Regions from separate parts of the Mus musculus genome. Here all the other regions are linked to region 1. Evidence: chromatin contacts called from public ChIA-PET, HiChIP or PLAC-seq and Micro-C data. All regions are on one chromosome and are shown on one strand. The core of a region is the stretch at or near the end of the contact, and the rest is flanking DNA. Distances in the headings are between cores, read along the strand shown.

What was found. A called contact is a pair of places that touch in the nucleus more often than the background predicts. ChIA-PET counts read pairs in DNA pulled down with a chosen protein or histone mark. HiChIP or PLAC-seq counts read pairs in DNA pulled down with a chosen protein or histone mark.
Region 2: an H3K4me3 HiChIP or PLAC-seq map of forebrain shows a contact between it and region 1, with 3 times the contacts expected there. The contact joins the enhancer-like site here to the promoter of Tm9sf3 in region 1. A contact is called at or near these places in 1 of 39 promoter capture datasets (embryonic stem cells), 10 of 115 datasets of contacts at active chromatin or transcription factors (embryonic stem cells, epiblast stem cells, forebrain and 4 more) and 1 of 9 other capture datasets (embryonic stem cells).
Region 3: a contact with region 1 is called in a Micro-C map of embryonic stem cells, with 6 times the contacts expected there. The contact joins the promoter of Ccnj here to the promoter of Tm9sf3 in region 1. A contact is called at or near these places in 5 of 39 promoter capture datasets (the HPC-7 cell line, embryonic stem cells, liver and 2 more), 4 of 484 Hi-C or Micro-C datasets (the G1E-ER4 cell line, embryonic stem cells and muscle stem cells) and 5 of 115 datasets of contacts at active chromatin or transcription factors (the 230-238 cell line, astrocytes, embryonic stem cells and 2 more).
Region 4: an H3K4me3 HiChIP or PLAC-seq map of stem cell-derived neural progenitor cells shows a contact between it and region 1, with 4 times the contacts expected there. The contact joins the promoter of Slit1 here to the promoter of Tm9sf3 in region 1. A contact is called at or near these places in 6 of 39 promoter capture datasets (embryonic stem cells, hippocampal neurons, maxillary cranial neural crest and 2 more), 1 of 484 Hi-C or Micro-C datasets (nephron progenitors) and 16 of 115 datasets of contacts at active chromatin or transcription factors (the 230-238 cell line, acute myeloid leukemia, astrocytes and 10 more).
Region 5: a contact with region 1 is called in an H3K27ac HiChIP or PLAC-seq map of DN3 thymocytes, with 4 times the contacts expected there. The contact joins the enhancer-like site here to the promoter of Tm9sf3 in region 1. A contact is called at or near these places in 3 of 39 promoter capture datasets (embryonic stem cells, hippocampal neurons and pre-B cells), 17 of 115 datasets of contacts at active chromatin or transcription factors (the 230-238 cell line, DN3 thymocytes, the SCID.adh cell line and 10 more) and 1 of 9 other capture datasets (embryonic stem cells).
Region 6: a contact with region 1 is called in an RNA polymerase II ChIA-PET map of effector CD8 T cells, with 6 read pairs. The contact joins the enhancer-like site here to the promoter of Tm9sf3 in region 1. A contact is called at or near these places in 6 of 39 promoter capture datasets (the SN4741 cell line, cranial neural crest, hippocampal neurons and 3 more), 2 of 15 datasets of contacts at CTCF or cohesin (large pre-B cells and pro-B cells), 2 of 484 Hi-C or Micro-C datasets (cortical neurons and nephron progenitors), 25 of 115 datasets of contacts at active chromatin or transcription factors (DN3 thymocytes, the NIH/3T3 cell line, acute myeloid leukemia and 17 more) and 1 of 9 other capture datasets (embryonic stem cells).
Region 7: a contact with region 1 is called in an H3K4me3 HiChIP or PLAC-seq map of the SCID.adh cell line, with 8 read pairs. The contact joins the enhancer-like site here to the promoter of Tm9sf3 in region 1. A contact is called at or near these places in 1 of 39 promoter capture datasets (embryonic stem cells), 9 of 115 datasets of contacts at active chromatin or transcription factors (the 230-238 cell line, the SCID.adh cell line, bone marrow-derived macrophages and 3 more) and 1 of 9 other capture datasets (embryonic stem cells).

What each region holds. Positions count from the first base shown.
Region 1 is chr19:41,262,522-41,266,554 of GRCm38.p6, forward strand. It overlaps Tm9sf3 (transmembrane 9 superfamily member 3), which reads right to left and starts at 1,483. Exons shown (of 15, transcript NM_133352.2): 1 at 1,238-1,483. The coding sequence starts at 1,333.
Region 2 is chr19:41,677,692-41,681,873 of GRCm38.p6, forward strand. The region is part of intron 4 of Slit1 (slit guidance ligand 1); the gene reads right to left. Among named protein-coding and RNA genes, the nearest start is that of Gm34116, 11 kb to the right of the region's middle. Within about 2 kb of position 1,505, at least 17 of the 459 cell types and tissues checked have an H3K27ac peak or open chromatin away from gene starts, as enhancers often do. A contact at or near this core is called in forebrain, where this site is marked.
Region 3 is chr19:40,829,778-40,833,499 of GRCm38.p6, forward strand. Ccnj (cyclin J) reads left to right here and starts at 1,502. Exons shown (of 6, transcript NM_172839.4): 1 at 1,502-1,665; 2 at 2,202-2,311. The coding sequence starts at 2,243. Cc2d2b (coiled-coil and C2 domain containing 2B) reads left to right here. Exons shown (of 35, transcript NM_001376940.1): 35 at 1.
Region 4 is chr19:41,742,599-41,746,396 of GRCm38.p6, forward strand. Slit1 (slit guidance ligand 1) reads right to left here and starts at 1,258. Exons shown (of 37, transcript NM_015748.3): 1 at 614-1,258. The coding sequence starts at 810.
Region 5 is chr19:41,647,424-41,651,212 of GRCm38.p6, forward strand. It overlaps Slit1 (slit guidance ligand 1), which reads right to left. Exons shown (of 37, transcript NM_015748.3): 7 at 3,732-3,789; 8 at 3,254-3,417; 9 at 1,989-2,136; 10 at 1,562-1,633; 11 at 1,093-1,164. Among named protein-coding and RNA genes, the nearest start is that of Gm34116, 42 kb to the right of the region's middle. Within about 2 kb of position 2,193, at least 12 of the 459 cell types and tissues checked have an H3K27ac peak or open chromatin away from gene starts, as enhancers often do. A contact at or near this core is called in DN3 thymocytes, where this site is marked.
Region 6 is chr19:41,766,062-41,770,178 of GRCm38.p6, forward strand. Arhgap19 (Rho GTPase activating protein 19) reads right to left here. Exons shown (of 12, transcript NM_027667.3): 12 at 527-4,117. Among named protein-coding and RNA genes, the nearest start is that of Gm19424, 21 kb to the left of the region's middle. Within about 2 kb of position 2,855, at least 22 of the 459 cell types and tissues checked have an H3K27ac peak or open chromatin away from gene starts, as enhancers often do. A contact at or near this core is called in effector CD8 T cells, where this site is marked.
Region 7 is chr19:41,723,071-41,727,251 of GRCm38.p6, forward strand. It overlaps Slit1 (slit guidance ligand 1), which reads right to left. Exons shown (of 37, transcript NM_015748.3): 3 at 4,000-4,071. Among named protein-coding and RNA genes, the nearest start is that of Slit1, 19 kb to the right of the region's middle. Within about 2 kb of position 2,126, at least 41 of the 459 cell types and tissues checked have an H3K27ac peak or open chromatin away from gene starts, as enhancers often do. A contact at or near this core is called in the SCID.adh cell line, where this site is marked.

The DNA of each region.
Region 1 (4,033 bases), core at 233-2,732:
CTGTTAAAAAAAAAAAAAAAAGGCAAATACTATTTAAACTACTATACTTGCTGAAATTTAAAGGAAACCAAAAATATCTTAGAGAAAATTCACAAGTGTCGCAGAAAAAAAGTTACTGATTCAACGTTTCTCTGGAAAAAAAAACTCGCATACACATGCAATTAGATTCTAGCAGTGACTGAAAATACAACAGCCTAATTTAGAGTTTTTAATTGGCTAATCAAAACAAAGTTTTGTTCACTACAAACAAAATCTAACGTCTGCCCCTTAAAAGCAGCGTACTCCCATTTTGTCACCGATCAGCTACAGCCAAACGTTCTCCACATATTTTAAATTTAGTAAATACACAACTACTCGGGCAAAAAAAAAAAAATCACAATACAGATAAAAACCTTGAAACAATCTCCAATTTGCCAAGCAATCTTCTAGGTTTATCAGACTTTCCACACTTCCCCGCGTCTACCATTCTGAATAAAAAAATAAATAAGTGAATTCCACAGCGTTACAGCTCTAGGTGAAAGTCACTCCAAGAGTCATTAATAGGCGAGCTTTGATGTGAAGATACAATTAAATAAACCGCCAATCAACTTCAGGCCAAAAGCAAAAGTGAGTGGGGGTGTGGCCTGAGGGCTGGGTGACACAAGGGCAGAGCTGTCCCAGTTAGGGACCGACCACCCGAACAGGGCGTCCTCTGGGCACTCACGGAGCGCGGAGAAAGTTGCAAGGGAGTCCTGGGGACCGAGTGCGTGCAGGGTGAAGACGTGTCCGCGTGTAAACCGTTCACACCTCCACTTCCCTAAAGCTGTCCCCACCCCACGGTTTAAATCCGGTTCGGGCGAGAGGGAGAGAGAAGGGTAGGAAGAGGCCGGAGCCCTGCGCGAAGCGATGGGTATTTCCTGGTTGGCAAGCGCCTGGATCACCACGCATCCATCCTCCGCCGTGCTGTGTGCACAGCGTCCAGTTTCCCGGGTCCAGAGCCCGCTCCGGGCCGATCCCCGGGCAGCAGCCCCGAGAGGCGGAGCTGCGGAGCAAGGCCCAGGCAGCCCCGAGTGCTCGGAAATGCCTCCTCCCAGCTCCCGCGGATCCGGCCCCGCCATGCCCGACCGGAAGGAGCGCTCGGGCGGCCGCGGGGCTGCACCGGGCCCCCCGGGCCTTCGGACCACGCCGGGTCTGGCGGGGCGGCAGGCTTGGGAGCGGGGCTGGGGCGGGGGCGGCCGCGCGGCTCGCTTCGCCTCACCGTGTGTTCGTGCTCGTCAGACCGAGCCCGGGGCAGCAGCAGCAACAACAACGCGGCGGCCGCCGCCACGCCAGGAGCGCCCGGCAGCGGCCTCATCCTCCGCGCTCCCACAGGCCGGGCGCCGGCCCACCGACTCCTCCTCCGCCGCCGCCGCCGATTCACATCCACCGGGCGCGGACAGACGCACGGGGCCCGGGCACAGCCGCTGCCTCCGCCGCCGTCACCGCCCGCTCCGCGCCGCCCCCGCCCCCCGGCCTCCGAGCCTCTTCCTCTGACTCAGCCACGTCATCCGGCCACCCCGGCACACGCCGGAAGTCCTCCCGACGCGGGGCCGCAACCGTCGCCGGCCGTGGGGCGCCGGCGCGCGCAGGCCGCGGGGTTGAAGGGTTCCGAGTCGCCGCTGCTGTGCTGCTTGCTCAGCCTCGGCCTGGACCTGGGCCTGGGCCCTTGCGCGCCCGGCTGCGGGCGGGCTGGGGTGACATCGGCTCAGGCGCCTAGCTCGCCACGGCGTGCGTGAACACCCCTTCCCTCTAACCTCGGGCTCCGCAAGCTTCTTTATGGACGATGATTATTAAACTTGGACAGGGTCGGTTGGGTGTTTAAACATCACCGTGTACTGTTTATAGACTTCTATGCAATCAAGAGATCTGGGCTAAGTTGACATTCTTGTTCATCTGCCTACGTATTGTTTTTCTCAGCCTCAATCATAAATGTGTCCGGAAGTTCCTCAGCACTCCAATCACTTGATCTCATATTCTGTATCTGAGCCGGTAGTAATAAGGAGCTAAGTTTGGTATCTTACTCTTGTAAGCCCCAGCATTCGGGAAGCTGGACTGATTGTTGTTTATTGCATACTTGCTTGGGTTACAGCGTGAGACAAAAGAAGAAAAGAAAACAAAACGAAATAATCGGGTCATAGCGGTGCAGGCATGTAATCCCGGCACCAGGACCGCAGAGGCAGAATTGCAGAAAGATTGGAGCCAACCTTATCTACAGGCTCAGTACCAAGCCTGCCAGGCTACGTAGCAAGGCCCCATCTCAAACCAAAACGTACTACGGACTCAGAAATGATCAGAAGGACACTTCTCTAAATGTGGGACTTAGAGGAAGATTGTCTCATCCATCCGTATCAGGCAGGTTTTGGTATTTGGTCGTGTAATACCTCACAGCCAATATTCTATACCACCATACTGTGCAGAAGTCTGAAGAAGACCCCACTACCAATCTTCCTTCCCTGTCCATTCCCAAGGAGTACCAACATGATTTCCTACCAAGAAATCAAATTATGTCTTTTTTGTCCAAAACACATCTTGAATAGTTAGAACTCATAGTGGAATCATCAGTAATGGTTTCATCTGCCAGGCACTCTGATACTCACACAGACCCTATGCAACAGGTACCTTTAGTGTGTCCACTTACAGAAAAGTGACAGATGCACAGGTTGGGTGACTTGCTGAAAGACTAGACCCAGTTTGCTTCTTTAGTTTGTTAACTGCTAATGTATTACCAACCAGACAGCTCTTTAAAAGGTGAATTAGATGTGCTCTCATTGGCATGACATATCCAAGAAGCACTTACAAATGGAAAAGTCTGCTACCATTTTAAATGGTAGCATGCTAGTTTGCCTGTAGAAAACAATCTTAAGTGATTAATATTCAAACCATTACAAGAGTGATTTGCTTCAAAAATTTGTATACCCCTCTTTGGAAGTTTGTGTATGTGTGTGTTATGTATATTGTGCTAGTACGTGCTTGTGTGTGTGTGTGTGTGTGTGTGTGTGTGTTCAAGTCAGATGTTGACAAACAGATGTCTTCCCCAAACACTGCCCACATATTTTTTGAGACAATGTCTCTCGCTGAAGCTGAAGCTCAGGTATTCTGCTACACAGGCTAGCCAGCAAGACCTGAGAATCCTCCTGTCTCCACGTCCCACTTTATGTGGGTTCTTGGGATCTGAACCCAAATCCTTATACAAGCAATTTACCGAGTCATATCAGATCTCCAGCCCTGTTTGGATATGTGTGTGCTACATGTGTAATGAGGTTAGAGATGATGCCTTTGCTCATGAATGCAGTCCAACTTCCTCAGTCTGTGACTTAGTCACTGTTCTTCTATTGCTGTGAAGACAGACACCATGACCAAGGCGACTCATAAAATAAAGCCTGGGGTTTGGAGGGCTGGCTTACAGTTTCCAAGGGTCAATCCATGGCAGGGAGCATTGCAGTAAGCGTGGCACTGGGTCAGTAGCTGAGAGCTACTTAGGATCTTCAAGCAGAGAGCAGGAGACTGGGTCTGGCAGAGACTTGAAGCCTCAGAGCTCACACCCAGAGACATACTTCCCCCAACAAAGCCATACCTCCTAACCCTTGTAATCCTTTCAAACAGCCTCACTCTCTGGCGACCAGATATTTAAATATACGAAATTGTGGGGCCATTCTCTTTTTTGTTTGTTTGGTTTTTTGGGGGGGGGTTTGTTTTGTTTTGTTTTGTTTGAGACAGGGTTTCTCTGTATAGCCCTGGCTGTCCTGGAACTCACTCTGTAGATCAGGCTGGCCTCAAACTCAGAAATCCACCTGCCTCTGCCTCCCAAGTGCTGGGATCAAAGGCGTGCGCCACCACTGGCAGTGCGGGGGAGGGGGGGGACGACATTGTTATTCAAACCACTACAATGACTGTGCACCTGCACAATCAGACCCAACTTTACTGTGCAAGTTAAGGTTTGGTTTTTTGTTTTGGTTTATTTGGGGGGGGGGTGTATTTGTCAACTTGACATGCACTAGAAACACTTGGAAAGAGG
Region 2 (4,182 bases), core at 255-2,754, 420 kb after region 1:
GGTCCTTTCCTGCCTCAGGCACTCATTCCAACCCTATCTCTCTCTACCAGGAAAGCACACACATACACATACCAAGTCCCCCTCCTCTGCCCATCCACTCCCTGGCTGGACCTCCCTTCCCTCCCAGAGCTCTATCAGCGCAGCACATTCTTCCTGCCTGAAGCCTTCTCCTGGAAGAGAGCAAGCCAGAGAAGCCAGCTGTGGTAGCACGTGGCTTTAATCCAGCACTCAGGGGGCAGAGGCAGGCACATCAGGGCTTCCAGATCCTGTATCGAAAATAAACAAACAAATAAACAAATCAACGCCTTTAATCCCAGCACTCAGGAGGCAGAGGCAGACGGATTTCTGAGTTCGAGGCCAGCCTAGTCTACAAAGTGAGTTCCAGGACAGCCAGGGCTAGACAGAGAAACCCTGTCTCGAAAAAAAATAAATAAATAAAAGAAATCTAAAAAAATAAACAAATCAAATCAAGGGAAGTATGAGTTGAGTGCAAAGCTCTCCACCCTGCCTGCCTGGGTTTTTGTCCTTGCCCTGTCACTTCCTTCATTACTCTAACCCACCTTTCTACCTCTTCACTGCTTAGGTCCCCGTTTCCTCATCTGTAAAATGGGAAAACAACATAACTAAGGGCGGCCGAAATAGGTTCCCTGACCCAGCTCTCAACTACTGTAACAAACCTGAGTTTTGGTGGTTCTGTTTTATGGTTTTCAGACAGGGTTTCACTACACAACCCTGTCGGTCTTGGAAATGGTGCCGACCAGGTGTATGCTGAGTTTAAAGCATGCACCACCACACCCAGACAGTTTTTCTGTCTTTAAAGCATTCTCTTGTTCCACCAAATTTAAAGTCCAGGCCCGGAGTCTCACTCCTGACCATGTCCCTAGCCCATGACTCAAACCTGTCTCCTCAGTGGCCGCAGGGGGACAACCTCTCTACAGGGTTATCTCGAAAGATCTGAAGCACCCTTGGGTGGTTTGGGGATGCAGAGCCTCGCACTGAGCCCCGAAGTCCTGGATTCCAGTGTGGTCCAAAATCAAGTGGGGGACCAAGGACAAGTTTCTCTACCTTCCTGGGTCTCGCTGTCTGAAAAGTGGAATTGACAATATTAAATTCACAGGCAGGCTTCAAGGAATCTGGGAGGGGGAGAAGGTCTTTAAAGAGCGGACGCACGGTCATCTCCAGAGGGACACGCTGACCTGTTTCAAGGCTCAGAGGCTGGCTTTGCTGCGAGTAACAGCTCCTGTACTTTGAAGCCACTTGTAGCCTCATCTGCTCCCTGAGGCTAAAGAAGAAAGCAAGGCAGAAGACAGAAGTGCCTCCCTCCTACTTGGCTGGACAGACGGAGGTTCTAGAAACATCCCTGCGGGAACCTTCCAGCGAGGTGCCGGGCCCCACCGCCCCGGTGCTCCCAGCTCGCTGCAGCTGATTCCCACTCTGACTGTGTTCCACTCACCCTGTCAGGCAGAGAGGGCGGGATGAAAGGATGGAGCTGGGAAATTAACATTTCAAAGTAAATATCGGGTGCCTGCAGCCCTGCGCCTCCAGGGCTGGCTTGTGTGGTGGAGCCCACACGGAGGAGGATGGAGGATAGATCAGCATGTGCCACCCTGAGGCTCCTGGGTCTGATCAATCAGCTCTCGGTTCCCTTCTGCCACACGTTAAAGAGAAACATCGCTGACAAGCCCCTCTGTTTCCGCAGTCTGGCTTCCTGGTATCAGCCAAGCCAGAGTCAGGCACGAGTTTGTGCCCCCTTGCTTCATAGGCACCACCGGGAACTTCAGTTCCTTCATCGGACTCAACCTGCCTACCCAAGCAGGACTAAGGACAGACTGTAGCCTCCCCAGGAATCCTGGACGAGGGTGGGAAATCTACGTTCATTGCTTCACTGTGCCTATAACCTGCCCGGATTCTCATCTAGACCCTCTGCCAGATGCCACTGAGTTAGATTTTACTTTTAAAATATTCATTTTTTATTGGCTCCCTTTCTGCCTGCCAGGAATCACTCCAGACAATTCTCCATATGCACAGAGAATTCCACAGCCAGTGGCCACCCAGAGGGGCCAGCCTGGCACAGGATGCACAGTGGAAACAGAGACCATGACAGACTCTCTTTTTAGCCCCAACACCATGGGGGGTGGGGGAGAAGGATTTGCTAAGATCCTCTAAGCCTGAAGACACCCTTGCCCGTACCCTGCCCATATTCTCATTTAGTTCTTCCGCCAAACACCCCAGGAGTAGAGAGGCAGAGATATTCTCAAAACAACTGTCTACAGCCAGGAAATCTTCGAACTGTCAACAGGCATCCAAGGGGGAAATGGAACATTTGCATCATTCGTACATTCGTGAAAATGCAGCAGCCGTGTCCAAAGAATCTAGCTTCAAAAAAATCTGCTGGCTAGCAAGCTCACTCTCTCAGGGATAGGACCAACCACTGCAAAAAAGCCTGTCATGGTGACATCTGACCCCAAGCTTTGCAAACCACAATGAGACTCTTTAGTGCCAGGCTTTATCTTATCCTACTTACAATATTCTAGAAGAATCTACTTGTGGAGACAGTTTCCAAGCAGAAGAAAATACTGCAATATAGGAATATTGTGGTGGTTTGAATGAAAATGGCCCCCACAGGCCCATAAGGAGTGGCACTATTAGAAGGTGTGGCCTTGTTGGAGTAGGTGTGGCCTTGTTGGAGTAGGTGTGGTCTGTTGGAGTGGGTGTGGCCTTATTGGAGTAGGTGTGGCCTGTTGGAGTAGGTGTGGTCTGTTGGAGTGGGTGTGGTCTGTTGGAGTAGGTGTGGTCTGTTGGAGTGGGTGTGGCCTGTTGGTGTGGCCTTGTCTGAGTAGCTATGGTCTTGTTGGAGGAAGTGTGTCACTGGGAGTGGGCTTTAAGGGTTCAAATGCTCAAGCCAGGCTCCTCTCTTTCCCTGCTGCCTCTCTAGCACCATGTCTGCCCGTGTGCTGCCATGCTTCCTGCCATGATGATGAATTGACTAAGTCTCTGAACAGTTAAGCCAGCTGCAATTAAATTAAATATAGTAATACTTTTATAAAGGAATGTTTTCCTTTATAAAAGTTGCTGTGGTCATGGTGTCTCTTCATAGCAATAGAAACCTTAACTAAGACAAATATGTTATAATAAAACAACACACAAAACCACGCTGAATTCCGAAAAGAAAAAAGAAATAGAGCTACAAAGAAATGTGCCAGATTTGGTTTCTTTTATTCAAAAATTTGAAAATAAGCAATTTGGGCCAGAGAGATGGTTCAACCAAGCCTATCTGAATTCAATCCCAGATCCCACACGGTGGAGAGAACCCCCCCACCCCAGGCTATGGCACACACATACTCGCAGAATAAATTAAAATGTAAGGAAAAATTTAAAGAGAAAAGGCACAGTTTAAACTAATATTACACACACACATGTGATAATATTACAGAAGAGATGGGAGGTAACCCCAGATCTCACAGGCTCTCACTGCTGAGGCTGGGGCTTAGGTTGAAGGGCACTGGGCCTGCCAACAGAGTCATAACATACTGGATTCACAATTCCTCATTTCATCATTATCATTCCATTAACATATGCCTCAAGACACATTATAAAATATCTTTTATATTATCAAAATTTCACTTCTCTTGAGGCTGGGGATATAGCTGTGGCCAAGCGCCTGCCTAGCCCATACATACACGGCCCGGGGACTCATCACCTACACCACACACACAAAATAAAAAATTATTTTCATGAAGGCTCATCATAATATTGGTAAGGACATTTGCAGGCAGAAAGGGGCTGGCACTCGGGGGACTGTTGAAGCCAAGTGGCTCTGCCAGCTGAGAGTCTGGGTTATTGAAAACCAGAGACAAACGAGCGACAATAATCACAGCATTGCCGTGGGCCCACCACGCCATTGGCACACTCCAGCTCTACATGGATGGCTCTAAATCTCCCAGCCACTGTGTAATATGAACATCACTGCGGCCATAGAGACCACAGCTCTAGGGCTGGGGGACATGACAAGGCCAGGGTCACCACGCTGATCCTGCTGAGGAATCAGTCACAGCCCGTCTGTCCACGCAGGCAAAGCAGCCAAGCAGTCTCTCAAATATTTATAGACATAAATGGTGAATGAACCAAAGCGCAATGCAATCCAACACATATTTATAAATATTTATAACCAAATGTTTGGCT
Region 3 (3,722 bases), core at 252-2,751, 430 kb before region 1:
TTTCATTTATTATGACTTTTCTCTTCCCAGTAGAATGTAAACTGTGGGAACACAGAGTTGAAGTGCCTTCTGCCCAGCTCACTCTAAAGGGATGAAAAAAATAGTAAGACCGAAATTCCTTTTAGGAATGTAGACTCTAGAGAGACCACCAGAGACATACACAGGCATGAACAAGGATGAATACTGGCATCTTATAAAGAGCCATCTAAGTCTAGAATAATACATGATTTCTGAACCGGTCTCTCCCGGCAAACAACGTGTTCAAAGTAGACTGTAGGACAACCTGCTTATTACAGGATCGCATAGGCAATTATAGTCTGTGACCCACTTTTCTGAAAAGGTTCTTAAGAAAGGCCTGGACCCTAAATCATTTGGAAGCCAAAAGCTGCTTAGTAGTCGTGAATTGGAAACTGAGTACTACTTAAATACCATAAATGACATGGAAATTTTAGCCAGATAACGTCCTTTCCCTCTACTAGTAGTCTCTTCCCGAAATGCACCGGGCTAGGCTGGGTTCTGCCAATTTTCACGTGCATGCTTCCAGTTTCTTCCCATCATTTCCTGAACCCCTGCTCTCCCCAGGCATTGTATAACACTGTCACACAGGGGTCTGCAGCAGCCCTTCCGGGATGGATGCAAATACCAGGGTGATAAGCCATGCTCCCGAAGTGTGCACTCATCCTTTTCTGTACTAGCCCTTTGTCACTCTTCCTCTTTCTAAACAAAATATTCAAAGTAAGGGGTGAGGTCTCATGATTTATGTTTAAATATTGAAGGAAGTCGCTTTACAGTCTCTGGAAAATTGAGGGAACCCATCTACTTCTTTTGGGGTGGTCCTCCAGACACTCTCAAATACAACTGATGGGGTTTCTGTTACATTTCCAGCCCCAGCCAATCGCCTCAATTGACGCTGGAGTGTTCCCACCGTTTAGGGTCTCTTCCTTGACCACCACAGATGGTCAATTACATCCATTATGGATCTGACAAGCCAGGTTGCTAAAGATGTCAATTCCAGTCGCAACTCGCGCGAATCGCCGAAGTGAAAGCAACAAGAAGAGCTGAGTTAGAAGAGCTAAAAGGAGTACTGGGTTTAGAGGGGAGACTGGAGCAGAACTCGACAACCAAAGCGCCTTAGGGACTGGTAAGAGCTAAAGCCCATTCGGAAGGCTTAGGGTAGGGGGAGGATCCCGGAGAGCAGCCCCTCGGAAGTGAGACAGCGGGCCAGATCCGCGCTGCCAAGTTTTAATCCCGGGGCTGAGACATCGCATCTTTCTTTGCCAGCACCCGGGACCCATCAAAGATTCTCTGCAGGTGAGCGGCCCTCGGGCGCCGACAGACCGCGGAGGCTGCAGAGCGAGACCGCCCGGCACCGGGCAGGGGCCCGGGAGACGGAGTAGCACCTGGCTCGGCCCGGCCGCCGATTGGACGGCGAGGCGCGACCCCGCTGTATCGCGAGAGCCGATTGGCAGCGCGGGGCGGCCCGTGCCCCGGCGCTGGCTTTGTACGGCGAGCCGCCTGCCGGTCCTTTAACAATGGGCGGCGCGAGCGCCCGGGTGCTGGGCCCTAGCTGAGGCGGGGGCTTCGCGGCCGACGGTCCGCGGCATGAACGCTGCCGGCGCCCCGTGCACGCCGGCCGGGCTGGGGCTCTGAGGGCCGCGGTTCCGGGTAAGAAACCGCGTGGGCCGGGCAGGCCTGCGGGAGCGCAGCGAGGCGAGGGGAAGCGAGGCGCGGAGCACGGCCGCCCGCCCGGCCTTTTGTTTGCCGCTCCGGGTCCGCGCTGCGGCGGGCGCACCGCAGACCCCCAGGGTGGTGGAGCGTGCGGGGCTGTCGGCGCGGACCTGGTGTCGCGCGCTGGTCACTCTCCATTCCGGCGACGTTCTGACAATGTCAGGGCTCCCGCGCCTAAGTGCAGGCGGCTGAGGTCGAACCCAGAACTCGGAGAGCCCGAGGTGGGCCGTCCCGCCCGGAGCTTTCAGAGCTCGCACCTTTCTGCAGTTCTTGCAGCGGGCGATTGCAGACGACTGGGTAGATCAGGCCTTGCTGGCGTTGGAAGATGGCTCGGGGTCGGGTCAGGTGAAGAGGAGCAGCCGCACGGGGTGACCTGAGATCGCATCCCTGGAGGAGGGGGCGCGGAGGATCGCGGGGGGACTGGGGGGGGGGGGAGTTGCTGGCCGTGACCGCGTCTGGGGCGTGTCTTCCAGACTGAAGTTGCGGCGTCTGGCCGGGCGCACCTCCGGCTTCCATGGAGCTGGAGGGGCAGTGGTGGCGAGGACAGCTGGCTGCGGATATTCACCAGGCGCTTCGGTACAAGGTAACTCCCGAGACCCGACTTTCCCCATCCCGGCTCTTGTGCTTCCTGGAAAGGCCAGTCAGGTTCTTTACTCTCTACCTTCCAGGCCAGAGAAGGCGAGTTTGCTCATTTGTCAAAGTTAATTAACTTCTTCCTTCCCTGGGCTGCATCCGAAGAACCTGTAAATGTGGAGAAGACTGGGGCGTGGTAGTTGGGAGAAGGAAGGTGGATGGTGTTCCGATGTTGCCAGGTCGACCATGGGTGTGTGTGTGTGTGTGTGTGTCTGTCTGTCTGTCTGTCTGTGTCTGTGTGTGAGTGAACAGCCCTCCTTGTTTCGTACATGCTGTTGCATGAAGCTGGTGTAAGCCCTGTACATAACTCAGTTCTCCAACCTTTCCCCAAACCTGCTCTGAGACTTCGGACAACTTAATTTTCTCTTTCTCAGTTTCCTCGTCTGTAAAAGGAGAAATAACAACGACAGAACGTCCTTATGGGGTGATTGTGAAATCTGTTAAGTATGTACTGTGCAGGAACTTAGAACAGTGTAAGAGCTATGTGATAACTTACTGTTCCTTGGTCCTTCAAATCCAGGCTATACAAAAAGCCTTAAGGTGGAGGGAGCTATTCCTTGGTAATGTCAAGTGTAGAAAATAGACACAATGTTCTTAATAGTCATGGGGGGGGGGGAACCTACTCCTTTTGGACCAAAGCCTGGGTATTCTAACTAATGATTATAGGATGGATGTTATAAGTCAGATATATGCGATAGCCCTGCTTCTCTGACAGCCAGAGGGAAGACCCAGAATGATCAACTTAACTCAGTTTCACCTTGGATGAAAACTGGGAAAGGATCGAAACAGCTGACTCTTTAATAAGATCCTGTAGCTTGAGCCTTAGGGATTTTTCAATGATAATAGGTTTATATCTGGTGTATATGACCAAATTAAGCAGATTAGGACATGGAATCTTGGCTTAAGTTGTTAAAATTGCACCCCCAGCTTGAAATTTCCAAAAGTTCTTTAATAGTCCTGGCATTCAGTCTCTTACTCTGAGTACATCCCAGACCCCTATGAGATTGCTCTACATAAATGTTCCAACTACGGAAAGGTTCTTTGGAATGTTAGAGGGAAAAGTCCCAATTCACTTTGAATTTTGGGGAGGTATATTTGGATTTTTCTAAGTGTCAGTCTTTTTATCTTTCTAGTGTGTAGCAAAACTAGTTACTTGGTTTAAATGGTAATGGTACTTTGAGTGTGGGGGTGGGGCTGACAGTTTAAAGATTTTTTTTTCATGATGATCCCTGTGACTTTTAGTTCTAATACTTCATATGTAGGTAGTTTTAATCATAAAGAATTGACTGAATTAGTTTTACAGGTGATCTTAGACGTAGAATTTTCTTTCTTTCTTAAGTTAGAGTTTGTTGGCATGCTTA
Region 4 (3,798 bases), core at 8-2,507, 480 kb after region 1:
TGTCATATTCCCCAAAACCCAAACCAAAGGCCCTCGGGTCCCATTGTCTGTCTGCCTGGGCTCAGGATGAAGACTGAAGGAGAGGGTAGGTTGCTTACACCTTCAAGGGAAGACTTATCCAGGCTCTGGGACCAAACAATGGGTAGAATAGGTGCTCAGAAACTTCTGGTCCGTGGCAGCGAGCCCTCAGAGCCCAAATCCACCTGCCCACTCAGAACCCAGCAAACCCCATGTGTCCAAAAGGAGACACCGTGCCTGGAGTCTGTGGGAAGCTGTTCTCCTAGGTGCCAGGAAGGCTCCAGGTACCCTAGAGGAATAAAGTGCTGTACAGTGGGAAGGACCTGTCACAGCGGAGAGCAGAGATCGCAAGGGGCAGGTGTGAGGAAGGGCTGAGGATGCTTCCAGGGCCCTTTGAATCTGGCACCTGCAAATGCGCTCCTGGTTTCTGGTTTCCTAAAAACCTACCAAGGCACTGACTCCTCTACTGGCGACGGAGCCCAACGGTCTAGCGCCCCCCACCCGATTCCGGTCCCTCTGATCCGTCAGGGTGGGAGAGCAACCAGGGGTCGAGGGGGTGGAGGGACTCCCAGTGGACGGGCGGATCCGTACTCACAGGCGCTCGGTGTTCCGTGGGATGTTCTTGGGGATGGCCTGCAAACCCGTGCCGTGGCAGTCCACCGTAGTGCCGGTGCAGGTGCAGAGGGCGGGGCACGCCGTGGCCCCCAGGCGCCACGCGGCTGCCCACAGCAGCAGCCACAGCTCCGGTCGGCTCAACCCCGAAGAGGACCCGCGCTGGGGCGTTAGCGCCATGGTGCCTTCGCCGTGTCCCGTTCGCGTGCCAGACGGCCGCAGCCGCTGACCATCCCCGTCCGGGGCTAGCTCCAGGTGCTATCCCCACCGAAGGACCGAAGAGCCGGTGGAATCGTGCGATGCGCCCTTGCGGATCGAGTGGTACCTAGATGCTCCCAGCGACAGCGTCTGTGCGTAGACCCAGGAAAGGCGTCTTAAGCGGAGGGCGCTCAGCTCCTCTCCCAGTGCTCGCTGCCGGCGTCTCCCTCTCCCTCCAGCTCCCAACTGACTGCTGTGAGGAGGAAAATGGGCAGGCCCCGCGCGCGCGCACACACACACACCTCGCGCGCGCGCGCACACACACACACACACATACACACTCACACCCGCACGCTCGCTCACACCCGGCAGTCATCCATCAATCGAAAAGCACACTTCCAGGGCCAGACTCCTTCCCGCCCTCCCCCCCAAGCACGGACCACCGCCCGCCTCCTCCCCACCACTTCTCTGCTGCTACAGAGGTCCAGCCGCTGGCATACAGTTTCAAAGGTGCAACCTCCCAGGCGCCAAGGGCTGCGGGGGCCCGGGGAAGGGGGCTTACAGACTGGACCTGCTCTGTAAGCTACACACACACACACACACACACACACACACACTGCAATGATGTGTACATTTAGACCAGTCACTTCAGTACCCTCAGCTACTAGGGCAGAGGAGCAAAAAGATTTTTTTTCCCTACACCTTCCCTTCCCTGGGACCACAGACTTCCCCAATGGCTGAAGAGGTCACCGGGCCCCACCAACTTCCTTTGTCAACTGTTGGTGAGGCTTCTTGTACCAGATGGCCTCTCCAAGCTGTCTTTCCTTGCCCAGCCTGGGACCTTGAGGGAAGAGACTTGAGAGAATATAAAAGCCTCAGGCCAGGTTAGTCTTCTCCCTCAACACATACTCTCCCTAAAGGCAGAACCCAACCTCTTCCGGGAACAGAAGCCAGCCAGCTGGGATGACAGGAGTCCTGACAGGACTTTGTAAGTCCGGAGGGGAGGTGTTTTCTACACAAGCCTCTCTACTGGTATACCAATAGGAAGCCACCTTGGAAATCCAGCAACTAGCCTCTCCACATCTGGCAGGTGGAAACAGAAGAAAAGGAATATTTGGTCCTCTCAAAAGGCCAGAGTGGAGAGAACACAGAACCTGTTTAGAAGAAAAAAACACCACCCAGTCAACTGGTACCTGAATAGGACCTCGGGCCTCACAGCCCCATGGGCAAGGAATTTTCTTATTCTGACAGAGTTGGGGATGTGGGTGTGAATAGGAAATCCAGTGAGGGACAGAATTCCCTCCAACCCCAGAAAAGAAAGCACCTCCCCCAAAACGGACAGCTGTGGCTCTCTGGGTCTCTAAAGAGCTGAGCTCCGGATGTGAGGGAGATCTGGCTGAGACATCTGTCATCCCATTGATCAACAGGGTTGATCTGGTGATCTGAGTGTCACTGTGGGTGTCCCCTTCCTCCTATTCCACACCATGTGCATCCCTTCCAAAGCTTTGCACTCAAAGAGAAGGACTTCCCCCCCCCCCCCCCCCCCCCCGATAAAGATGGCTCTGTCGAGCATTCCTCTGTTGGAAACTCCACGCAAGCTTTGGAGTTCGTGTTGAGCTGAGCTCCGGGAGTCAGGGCCCTATGTGCAGATAACAACTGGGCATCAGAAGTAGCTCAGATGGTCAAGAGTCAAAAGCCCCCCTAGTGGAGCTACTGCAGGGTCCCCCTTCTTGGGGGGAGGGGGGAGCAGAACCTAAGCCCAGCAATGACGGCAGTTTGTCACAGTGGTGAGATACTGAAGTCACCACACGATTAGAGGCGTGGGACTCACCTGGAACCATTGGATGCTTGGTTGTTTTCCCTCTGGATCAGACTCTTCCAGTTACTTTACCATATACTGCATAAGGCCCTGTGGTCAGCATGGCACACTTGAATGTCTGACTCCATTCAAGACAAGCCCTGGACCACACTTCTGATCAGAGCACAGTCTCTACATCCCAGCTCTATCTCTTGAAGACAAATTTGGTAACTTGGGGAGGGAGCTTTCTCTGCCAGTCCTTACAGTGTGATATCAAGAGCTTCTATCACTGGGATCTAAATATAAAAGGGCCACTTGCCTCTTTTCCCAGAAAGCCAGCCTGTCCTCTAAGGACTTTTCCCCCCCTCCCCCTCCCATCCCCCAGCACTAGGAAATCCTCACACTTTAGTGTCGTAATTGTCTATTCCTCAATAGTTGAAGCTGTTCACACTGGTGTTCCTTCCCTGACACCCCACTAGCAAAGTGCCACCCCTTTGCGTCCCTCACTTCCTCCTCTGGCACCAACCCCAGCATTTGGCACTTAGTAGGCCCATCACAGACAGTGCCCAAACTATGTACGCCTCCAACCTTCTGCTCCAGAGGTGTTCCTCTCTCCCAACCCCGTAATCTCAGAGGCTCTTAGAAGCCAGGACCCATGTGGGGAAGGGGAGAGTGTTGATTAACTGGGCGACATGCCCTGGAGTCCTCGGAGTGGCAGGGAGAACGGGGACGGGGAGGGGTGAGAGGAGGCGGGCGGGGGTGCAAGATCAACCTTGCTCATGGCTCTCGAGAGCTAGGCTCTACACTAGAAGCTTCCAGATTCGCCTGGCCAGTGAGTTCCAAGCAGGCCCTAAGCCAAGTTGTCAACGCCTGGCAAGGCCTGGCCTCTCCTTTGAAGGGAGGGGAGGAAGGAGGGCAACTCAGACCCAGGACAAAGACTCCCCAGCCAGCCCATCATGGGAGGCCCTGCCCCAGTAGCCAGGCAGCTCCCCAAGTTGGCTCCCATCCCCAGTTCCTCCACCTCAGAGCCTGGCGGGCTCCTCGCTCCTAGAGGCAGCTTACCATGAATGAACACAGCTCATTAGCGCTCCCGGCACATTTACTCATTAAACAACCGCTTGGCCAGCCACATACCCCAAGCTAACCCCCCCCCTACTTTGCTTTTTCAATTT
Region 5 (3,789 bases), core at 943-3,442, 390 kb after region 1:
AAAAAATAGAACGGCAGACAGCACGTGCGATAGGTGGTGGGATTGCAAGTGGTGTATTTTTACACTTTGATATTTGCAAAGTTTCCTGCACTGAGCATGAATGAGTCCTGTGTATAATGAGAGGGCGGGGGGTGGGGGGGCACACAGTATAAAGAAATCACGCGCAGTGAGGAGCGTGCATTTCACTCCTAGTGTAATCAGTCAGAGTGAAAAATCCTGCACGTCGTCTCCTCAGATATGGCTTGGAGAGCCTTCCCAGAGGCCGGCAGAGCAGGGGTAAATCTAGCAGAAATCTAGCCTACGGGGAGGGTACGTTCCTGCCTCCTGGAGATGGGCCTCCTGAGGTAAGGACCACATGGGGACCACATAAGGTGACTTGAATGGGGGAGGAACTAGATGGCAGCCTACAGGAAGACAGCCAGACTCAAGACGTGGTCAGATGCCTGTCCCTCAGCTGTGCTGGAAGCTGCAGGGTAGAGATGGAGAAGAGGGGAAACCTGGGCAGAAAGATGAGGCCAGGGCTGGCTATGGTGGAAACAGACAACATGAGATTCGTGTGTTTGATCCCAGCATGCAGTTTCCTAGAGAGTTGAAAGCTGGCCTTGACCCCAGGAGTGACAGGGATGCATTGAAATGGACCTTTGGTCTCTTCTACACTGACATGAGATCCAATGAGAAGTAACTGTATTCATATCTCACAGGAGAAAAAACAAAACAAAACGAAACCCCTATAGGCTACCCAAGGTCTGATCATCTCCGCGGTGCCAGTGCGTGCTCAGGCTGTCATGCACAGCTGTGGGGGCTGCACACTGCACAACTTCATGTGCACCATCCACAGCCGGCGGTACCTATCATCTTGGACTCTCTCTCCTCCACAAGAAGGCATGCATAGAAGCTGGGAGCTGGGAGCTGGGAGCCTGGAGCCTCCTGTCTTCCCTAACAGTGAGCTGTCCAGTTCATTCTGCTTGCCGGGGCGGCTAGGCCGTGCAATCGTGTGTCTGTGCTACCCAGTGCCTGAGAGCATCGCAGGGCTCTGAACCATCAGGAGCTTGGCCTGCTACAAAGCCCACCAGACTTGGGCGTTCTACTCACAGGGAATTCAAGGAGCGCAGGCCTTGGAAGGCGTCGGGTGCAATCTCTGCAATCTGGTTGTTGCTCAGGTCTCTGCAAGGGGAGCAGAGAGAAGATGGCTGCCCCAAGGCTGCAAACCTGGTCTCCCAACCACATGGGGGAGGGAGGCTCTTAAAAACTAAAAAGGCCAGCTGCCCACTCAGGCAAACACCCACAGGCTACTTTTTCTCCATCCCAGGGCTCTAAGGCCTTTTCACTGGCCTTCCATTGTCACGATAAAGTGACAAGCAGCTTCGAACATGAGCCAGGCTTGAACTTGGTTCCCAGGGCCTCACAGATACTCTGCCACCCCATATCCCAGACAACAGCCCCAGATGCAGGAAGGCCAGGCCGGGTCTGAGTCAAGGTCTGAGCCTAGGTTGTGAGACAGGTCTGGCCCCAGACTCTTCCTCCTGATAGCTGGAGACTGCCAGGAAAGGCCCGCACTCACATCCTGCGCAGCTTTCTGTAGGGAGAGAAGGCTCCGGGTGGGATGGATTTGATACCGTTCAACTCCAGGCGGCTGCAGGGAGAGGAAGATTGTGAGAAGACTGAGGGTCACCCTTAGCAACCAACTACTGGTCCCAGAAACCCCTTCCCCTGTGGGGCCAATGTTTGTTAAGGAGATGGACACATGCTGTGATTTGAGCCCCCAAATCCCAGCTTTCTGTGGCTGAAGGGACCCCATGGTGATGCTACAGTAAGAAACCCACGCTGGCAGCCCCAGCCGACTGGGTTGGGTGTGGACCTTGAAGGGATACCCTCTCCTTCGTGCTTGGGAGCTTTCCAGCCTTGTACAGGGAGCTCGAGAAACCTGGGAAAGCTGGGGTGCTACTTCCCATTGGCGGACAGAACAGCCTGCTTAGCCCTGCACTCACATCTCTGTCATGGTCTCTGGAAGGTTAGCAGGGATGGCAGTGAGGCCCTTGCCACGGCAGTCCACGATGCCGCTGCTACAGCTGCACATGGCTGGGCAGGAACCGGACGAGAGGGTGCAGGCAGGTGCTCCCGCAGCCTCCCCCTGGCCTGCAGAGACAGGAGGTGTGATGTCAGAGAGCCTCACATTGCCGCTCCCCTCCCCTCTCCAGATCGGCAGCTGGGAGAGCACAGGTGGCAGTCTGTGGAGGAGGCTCACTCATAGGAGCTCCCCAGGGGTGCAAGAACAAGAGAACACACTGAATGTCTGGGGTCCATGCAACTACAAGGACAGAGCTGACGGCTCTCGAAGCTGATTCAAGATCAGCTGGAAAATTCTATTCTAGAGTTCTGAAGCTCAAATCACCCAGCCTTCCGGATACAGGATCCTCTATCCATGGAAGCTGTTTATTGAGCTCTGCTCCACACAAGTCTCACATGAACCCTCCTGTACCACCATTGAAGGATCCTTCTAGCATCCATTCCCTGGTAGAAATTGACATGGCTCAATGACTAAGTATCAAAACCGGGGCCATGTCCACTGTGTGATGTCAGAACCCATGCTTTTAAACACAGGTATATAGTAACTTACACGAAACTCACCCTTTTAAATGCTCAGCTGATTGATATACTACCCAGATGCACTTTTAGCCCCAGAAAGGCCCCCCCTAGCCTCTTCCAGAAAGTCGAAAGTCGTTGCTACTCTTGAGATGCAGCACCTAAGATCCTGACTCTTGTTTGTGAAGTTCACTTTCCTGGCATCACTGGGAGGGTCTCCTCCCCTTATAAACTCTCCCTACTAATGGATGAACACTATTCCGCTTTGTGACGATAGCATCATTGGTATCTTCATTCCCCATAGGGGCCGAGTTCTGACGTTCCCACGCTGGAAGCCAAGGGAAGCAATCCACTAACACAGCTGTGGTGAAGCAGAGGGGGTGCCAGGAGGGGGAAGGAGGGAGGGGAGGAGCGGGAGTGACTGGTGTATGGAGCAGGAGAAGGCATGGGGTAGAGGGAGAGGGAACAGAGACTGGGACAGAAGGGGACAGACAGTGGAGGAACAGAGGGCACAGGGAAATCATGGGTGGGGGAGGGGAAGATGCCATAGACCAGAGGTGGTCGGCAGAAAGAAAGTGACAGTGAAATGACATTAGTGAGTTGTTGTGGGTGCTCATCATAAACAAGGGGGACGAGCCAGCAAGGGAAGGCCGAGGACACAGGCACCCACCTGAGCAGCTGAACTCGCCCTTTTGCACCTCTGCCACGTTGAGGCCCCGAAGGCTGGCGGGCCCAGAGCACTGGGTGAAGAGTCCGATGGTGGGCCTCTGTCTCAGCCACTGAGAGAGCCAGGCCAGGTGGCAGTCACAGAACAGGTGGTTGGAGTGCAGCCGGCTACAGGAGAACAGCAGCTCATGGATCCATCACCCATCTCCCCGAGCAGGAGTCCCAACTCAGGACTGCCCCTTCCCAGCTCCCTGCTCTCCCAGCCTGCTCTATGGCCTGGCATCATAGAGTTCCTTTGCCCAGATCACTCACCTCAACTCCAAGGACAAAACCAAGTCGTTTGTTGTCCAAGGAAAAACCAAGCACAAGGGACTTTGGGTGACTTTCAATTTCAAATCCCTGCCTACCCTGGCCGCCCCCTGGGCTGTGGAGGGCAGCCCCACCCACACCCACACCCTCTTCTCACTGCCCAGGTGACTCACAAGGTCCGAAGCTTGGGCATATGGTTGAAACTGGACACAGGGATGGTGGTGATGTTGT
Region 6 (4,117 bases), core at 1,605-4,104, 500 kb after region 1:
ATAACTCAGAGCAAGTCAGCAACTTAGACAACCTGCACTCCTCAAGGAGTGGGGCCACCTACCCTGGGGCTCAAAGCTGTTGTTTTAGTTGTGGTTGTTTTGGTTTTTGAGACAAGATCTCTCTAAACAGCCCTAGCCTCCCTGGAACTCCATATGTATAGAGCAGGCTGGCCTTGAACTCACATAGATCCACTGCCTCTGCTTCCCAAGTGCTAAGATTAAAGATGTTATGCTACCATGCCCAGCCTCGGCCTTGTTTTGTTTTGAAAGAATCTTGTTTATGTCTAGGCTGGCCTCAACTCGTCCCTAGTATTCTGCCTCCCACGTACTAGGATTAGAGATGTGTGCTACCTCATCTAAGTAAATTTCCATCAGCCAAAGCCTCACTCATCCTGAACCCACCCACATCCCCTCCCTCCATTAGAAAACCCAGGACGAGCCCTTTGTAGAGTATCAAGTTCCTTAGGACAGGAAGCTACCTCTCTTCAAAGCAACGTGAGCCAAGAGACCAGTCAGAACCCACAGATATGAAACAGAAAAAATTTAATTCAGAATATTACATGAATATAAAAGACAATATATATGATTGTTTCTTTACAATTACATATATATATGCAAAATAATAAAAAATAACAAATAGGTACAACCTTCTCCTAAGAAACCTTTTGGGGGTCGAGTGAGCAAGCAAATGAGCGAGCGAGCACACAGAGCGTGCACAGGCACGCCTTGCTGAAAGGCCTTGGGTGAGAGCACTCCTTCTCTATAGCCTCTGGACCAAGCATGTCAGGGGCATGCTCAAAAGCTCTTCAGCATGGGCTGTGGCCTCAGGAACTCCAGTTTCCATGGTGACAAAGCACTCAGGTTATTATTTATCCTCCATCTCCTCACTGCCCTACCTCCACACAGCTTTCAGCACTGGCTGCCTAGTAAAGCCAGCTTTTTGACAGGGAGTCTGACATCAGGCTACCAGGACTAAGGTCACTCAAAACCTTCATCTTAGGAAGCCAGATTCTCTGCAAACTCTGGGACAGTCCTGCTGGTTTAGATCTGGACCCTCACTTCAGTCTGAAGACTTTAGAGTGTAGGAGAGCAGGGATGATGCTGTCTCCAGAGGAAAGGATGTCACAGAAAAGAGACCTCAGCACACAACCTGCCAGTCAGCATCCTGTGCTGCCTCATCCCCCAGGGTGTTTCCTCATCACTCCTGACTGACTCTGGGAGGACCTTCAGAGTATAGCACATGCTGTGTGGAGGGACCACTGTGGGTTCCCTCAGGCCCCATCAGCTGTGCTTCTAGAATGTTCCAGCACTTGGTTCTAACCAATACTGTCTCCCACCTGTGCCCTACACAGTGCATGTGACATGGGGAATGGGGGGACAGGGCGGGGGCGGGTTCAAACCTGATCACTGGTCTCAGTGAGAAAATCCACTTCTGTGGAACGTCAGAGAAAGGGCCCACAGCCTCTATTCATTTACCTAGTGCAGATACAGATCAGATAGGATCTGTCTCTTCATAGTTGGCAACAATAACCACCAGATGACACTTTGACACAACATCAAAGCCTATGACGATTAACCCAGAAAGAAAAGAAAGGTTCTGTCACAAAGACTACGCCAACATGGAAAATAAATATAATAAAAACCCTTAAGACACAGGTCAGCTAGGCAGTGACTACACTCACGCCTTTAATCCCAGCCCTGGGGAGGCAGAGGCAGGAAAACTCTGAGTTCGAGGCCAGCCTGGTCTACAGAGTGAGTTCCAGGACAGCCAGGACCACAGAGAAACCCTGTCTCAAACAAACATTAGTTAAAAACATTAGTTAAATACTGGCTCAAAACAGCAACTGTACGCCTTGTCAGAAGGACGGCAGCAACCTTCTGTGACGACGATGGAGCTTCTGTCTGCGTTTCCAAGAAGATACCACAGGTTACAAAGCCACATGTTACAAGACTCAAAAGGTTATGCTTTTCCTCAAGTCTATTCTGCACTGGATCACAGCTTCTACAAGAAAAAATGACCTAAAATACCCTTACAGCAAGTAATGACTATCCAATAAATAAATGAAATCCACATTCCCAAATGCACGTGGTAACTCACTGCCCAAGAGGCCAGCCACAGAGAGCAAGCGCATGGGGCACCTCTCTCTCACCCAGACCATCCCTGGGCATCGCTTCCCTCTACCCACACTAGGCTCCTCAGTCCCGCGCTCTCTCTTTCTTGCTCACAGAGTGTGTAACTCCTGGCTGCATCAAGGCACTGCTTGGCTTGCATCCCTGCATAGTGCTACATTCCAGCATGGTGGGGTACACTGAAAGCAGGCTCCATGCTGAGGAGAACATCTCTGATTTGCTAACACAAAGGAGGTTTCTGTTTGACCTCACTATATACCTGGCATAAGAAATATATTTCAAAAAGAAAAGAACCTTTTTCTTAGTAACAACATCACCAGAAAGAGTCAGAAACCTAGACAAATGAATTTGCTAATAAAGATCCTTAAGGATGACCTAAAACTGCTTTAGAGAATGGAACTTAAAATCCACTATAGATCACACACCTCCATGCTCCCAAACTATCCAGCTAGAAGGGAAAACATCACATTTCCTTCAGCACTGCTGTTACAGCAATGAAACAGTGTAGGATGGAAGAGAGGGCCGACAGATAGACAACATCAGCCTTCATCTCAACAATAACACAAGTTCAACTGTCTATCATCAGTGTGGAACCGTATTTTGCTGGGTATCTGGTTCCCCACAGTAGGGTGAGCATGGTTTCACAGTTAGTTCCACAGAGCCAGGCCCATACCTCAGCATCCGCAACTGCCACCTGCGGCTCAGGAGACAGTGGCTCTCCACGCTCCACCACTTCCTGTACCCATCCAGACAAGGAGATGGGCAGGAAGCAACTGTTCTAGACTACGGGGACACATAACAACTGCTCCCTCTGGGGACCCTGCAGAGACTGCCACTCGTGCCTTTCCTGATGCCAACCTGCTCTCAGGAGACAGGTGAGCAGCACATTTGATCCCTAGGAATGAGTGACAGCATCCTACCCAAGCCAACCAGCCCCTCGGCCTGCTTCTGTTTTCACCACATGCACACTGCAGCAAGCTCCTCTAAGTAGCAGATCATGACATTTCCAAAGTGACAGTAACCAGGCACAGAGTGTATCAGTGGCACCAGCCATGTTCTAGGTGAGAGGATGATAATGAAAGAAGCAAGGTAACAACCACACAGCCATCTCACATCACAAAGGTAACAACCACACAGCCATCTCACATCACCAAGGTAACAACCACACAGCCATCTCACATCACCAAGGTAACAAACACACAGCCATCTCACATCACCAAGGTAACAACCACACAGCCATCTCACATCACCAAGGTAACAACCACACAGCCATCTCACATCACCAAGGTAACAACCACACAGCCATCTCACATCATAAGGGGAAGACAGGGGTATGGGGTGCAGCTTAATAACTGAGATGTGTTAAATACACTGTACTGACCTCTTTCTCATTGCCAGGTCAAGTCCTCTATATTAGACACAAGAAATAATAGATTGTCTAGGAAAGCTGTAAGTTCTTTGAACACAAAGATAAAGAGATTACTCAAGCTTAAAATAAAAAGGGGTCAAAAGCATTTAACTTGTAATTCGCTTAATTATCAAAATAATGGCTTCTAAAACAAGCAGTTACTGACACAGAGGAAAGCCTCAAATACCAGTTGGAAATAATAATACTCCACTAAGACCTACAGTACTTTTAAAAATATTACTAACAATTAACACAAAATATCCTGTTTGAAGAAACCAACCGACCTAAGCACACTGAGTAGGTGTGGCTGGCCCTGCCTACCTGCTGCACTGTGTAAGCTGGGGCAGGCACTAGTGGCTTCTGACATTAAAAACAAACACGGAGCACAGCACTTCCACAGACGCACAGCTTCAGAGACATCCAGTGAGGGGGTTAGAGGTATCAGTCGGGTCAGGGTATGAGTTGGCTTTCACAAGTCAAAATGCAGCAAGCAGCTGCAGGTCCAAGCTTCACTGAGAAGAGAAATAACACTTGTCCCACTGAAGAGAAACTTCACTGTAGAGGACAGAAGTAATAAAG
Region 7 (4,181 bases), core at 876-3,375, 460 kb after region 1:
TTATTTATTATTATATGTAAGTACACTGTAGCTGTCCTCAGACACACCAGAGGAGGGCATCAGATCCCATTATGGATGGTTGTGAGCCACCATGTGGTTGCTGGGATTTGAACTCACGACCTTCGGAAGAGCAGTCAGTGCTCTTAGCCACTGAACCATCTCTCCAGCCCTGGAAGATTTCTTATTACTTTTGAGAAACGAGAGAGAGAAAGAGAGAGGGGAGAGAGAGAGAGAGAGAGAGAGAGAGAGAGAGAGAGAGAGAGAGAGAGAGAGAGAGAGAGTTTTGCAAGCCTCCTGCAAGGCATCAGCACAGTGTGCTACACACAGGCCACCCAGGTTTTCTTCTCACTGACTGTGAAGAGCCAGCTCAGGAAAAAGCAACAACAACAACTTCTTCTGGTGGGAGGGGAAGAGACTGAGCTCCACACAGCACGCAGGACCTCATGGGAGGGAGGTTAGCTCCTCTGATCTTGCATCTGATATGTGAGAATGGCCTTTGTCACCGCACTGGGAGCTGTCATGTCCCAGCACAGGACAGACACCAGATTTACAGCTGTAGGAGACCAAGGGGAAGAAATTGACTTTAAAGGGCAGTTTCCTAGGGAAGCATTCCATTGCCTTGGAAGAAAAGGGACTACCTATGTAAGCCTTAAAGCAACAAGAGCAGCCATCAGATCTCTCCCAGCCCCTATCCCCAGTCCAATAAATTAATCCAGTATTTACACTGCCTCGTAATTGCTAGGTTTCGTTTTGTTTTGTTTTCCCCCCAAGACTTTCTCATTTTTCTGCCTTCAGTTTTTGAAAACATTAAGAAGGGGGAAGAGAAGGGAATTCAACAACTAATTTAAAGTGGAAAAAAAAATCAAAGAACACTCAAGCTCAGAGAGAAGAGAGCAGCCGAGGGCTCCTGCCACTCTTCGTCTTTCTCAACTCTGTGCACCAGGACAGATGCTTCTAGATGTCACCTCATAGGATGGAAGCAGAGTAAAGTATGGGCCTTCTCCTCTCAAAGGTGACAATAACATTCTCATCCGAGCACACACCTTCCTCCCTGCAGCAACCCACCATCTGTGGGAAATGTTTGATGCCACCATCTTGCCATATAGCTTGGCTCTTACCAGGTACCCAAGGTTAGCTTGCTGACATCATGGAGTTGCCCTCTTGAGAGTTGAGGCATATTGTGATGACAAGATGGGAAAAGGTTAACCTGAGCTAAGCCGTGCAGGCTTCTGAGGCTCGCCCTTCCACAGCTCCCATCCCAGCTCACATCCCCAGTAACTGACTGCCCGGGGAACTGAGCATGCTCCGTGACCTCTGTCCAGCAGGCTAGCCCAGACTTAGACCTGTGACCAGCAGGGCTTCACACTCCTGCCTCTGTATCTGCTTTTCCTAACTGCTTGTGAGAGAAGCAGCTATGTCTCCTCTCAACCTTGTTTACACCACAGGTTCTTACAAACAGGGTTACACAATTCAATCAATTTCATTCACAAATAAATGAAATGCCACTGGGAAGAGAGTCATCTATATGAAAATTATGTTGGCTGCTTTGGAGAGATCTTAGAAAGAAGGAAAAAAAAAAGGAAAGCTGCCAACTGAAGAGCTGTTGAATTCAGTAAAAAGATTTAATTCTTCACCCAAATTGCTTCCAAGGTGCTGAAAAAAAAAATCTCATTCTACCTTCAAGAAACCCAAATTAAAAAAAAAATCACACAAGGTTTATGTGTGTGGTTTGGATGAATAAAGCCATAGAAAACGCCAGTCACTATCTCATACCAAAAGGAATAGACGAATTCTTAGGGGTGAGGCTGGGAAAGGGGCCAATAAATGTACATTTCCATTTTAATTGAAAACGCTATATTCACAGACTGAGTGTTTCTATTCTGACTCCCCACTCCCACCCGCTTTCACAAACAGATTCCCCTGGTCTCCCACAAACCGGAGCAGATATCTGGCCACTGCACTGGCTGCTCACTGTGTATACCTGACACCCTGAGGTGACCCAGGCCAGGGCTGAAAGCAGACAGAAGGGACAAGGTCTGCAGAGACAAGTCCATGACTGGGAAAGGAAGCCCCTGCCAGGCCTCAGGTGGCAGCTGCGGTTACCACAGGCCATGCCTCCTCAAGCCTAGACCCCGCCCACCTCCTCTCCAGGTCACGCCTCCTCAAGCTTAGACCCCTTTCACCTCCTCTCCAGGCCACGCCTCCTCAAGCTTAGACCCCCCGCCCACCTCCTCTTCTCCAAGGCCTGGAAAAAAACAGAGGGGAGGTGGAATGGAGTAGATCCCAAGTCAACCCAGCAGAGCCAGATATCTTATTGTAAGAGTTATAAAGAAAGCAAACACAGAAATGAACATCTGGCCTAGCCCTGGATGGCTGACTGCTCAGTTTAAGGCCTGGGGGGAGGGGAGAGGCTTCTGAGCTGCAAAAAGACAATGAGACAAACACGCCCCTTTCTATTAGTTTAATGCTTTGTTTTCTTTAACCTAAAAATGAAAGGAGAGAGATTAATTAGGTCCGACTCATTAGTAGTCTAAGCCTTGAAGGCAAAATAATCTAATCTCCTCCTTTGCAATTGTGGCTTAGCCTCTAGATACCTAGGTCTACACACCTCATCTGTGGAACTGCTTGGGGTAGAGTTATCTCAGGGTTAGGTGACATACCACAGGGCCAAGGGCTCCACATAGCATCTGGCAGCAAAATATGCTCAGTAATTGCTATAGAAATTCATTGTGATAGCATCAATGGGGGGGGATAGAGGGGGGAGGGAGGGAAGGAGGGAGAGAGAGAGAGAGAGAGAGAGAGAGAGAGAGAGAGAGAGAGAGAGAGAGAGAGAGAGAGAGAACACAAAGCTGAAGTAGCCCCGTTGTCTCATCTCTTGGTATATGCTCACCTTTTCTCCTCTACTACTGTGTGCTTGCTTGTCTGTCTGTCTGCCCTCTCCCTCCCCCCTCCCCCTCCCCCTCTCCTCCCTCTCCCTCCCCCTCCCCTCTCCCTCCCCATCTCCCTCTCCCTCCCCCTCCCCCTCCCTCTCTCTGTGTCTGCTTCTGTCTCTGTGTCTTTCCCTATCTCTGTCTGTCTGTCTCTCTTTCTGTGTCTCTCTCTGTCTCTGCCTGTCTGTCTCTCTCTACACACACACACACAGTCTTCACTTCCTGTCTTTCCTGCCTCATTCGTGCTGTGATCACACCCCAGTGATATCAATGGTGTTTCAGTTTTGATCGTATCTTATTAGCCACCCAAATGGCTATTTCTAAAATTGTGATAATTTGCAAAATACATACAGAAATATGAATTTCTAGCCATTGTTTTGGTCAGATCCTTGGCATGAAATGACCTTTCTGGTCGAAGAACATGAACTTTGGGACTCTCCCACTTAACATCTGCATCTATACCATTTTTGCTGGACCAGATAGGCGACCACCATAAAGAGACATGAGCTAACCCCCGTCTTCACCCACCAGATCCTTTTTCCTTTTCATGATCACCAAGGTGAGATGTAGACAGTTCGCCAAGACCCAGTTTCAAAACTGAAAGCTCCACTCAGGAGCAAGCCACACAGTCCCTGAGCTCTGAGTGCTCCTCTACTTCCTCACCGCTGTCCTGTGCTCCTGCGCCTAAGACAGCAAGCCTCAGGTGGGGGGAGGGAGCCTCAGGTGAGAGGGGAGCCTCGGGTGGGGGGGCGCTCCCCCCTGGCTCTCCCTCAGGAGCAATGACTTCGTTTATGAACACATCAGTCAATGAATGGCAGCCATACCTCAGGAGAGGAGCACAGAAGGAACCCCAGTTGTGTGACCTTTGCCCCCACATGTTTTTAGGGACCAGCAGCAGGCCTGCCCGGAGGGTGGGAAAAGATGTTGGTTTCCATTTTTCTCTTGATTACCATCTCACCATGCACTCTCAGGCAGGGTGAGGCTGGGGTCCCCTCCCTAAGCACCCCCAGATCTTAGATCAGCCCGCTGATATCCTCTCTGTCAACTCCCGTACCCTCCCCATACTCACAGGCGCTCTAGCTCCTTCATGTCATCAAAAGCTCCGCGTTCCACAGCTCCGATCTGGTTCTCCATCAGCTGCCTGGGAAGCAAAGAGACAGAATAGCTACAGGATGCTAAACAAGGGTTCCTAGGAACCACTGGAAAAGGGAAGAACCCCAAAGAACTTTGCCAGGGCAATGTGGGCTGGGG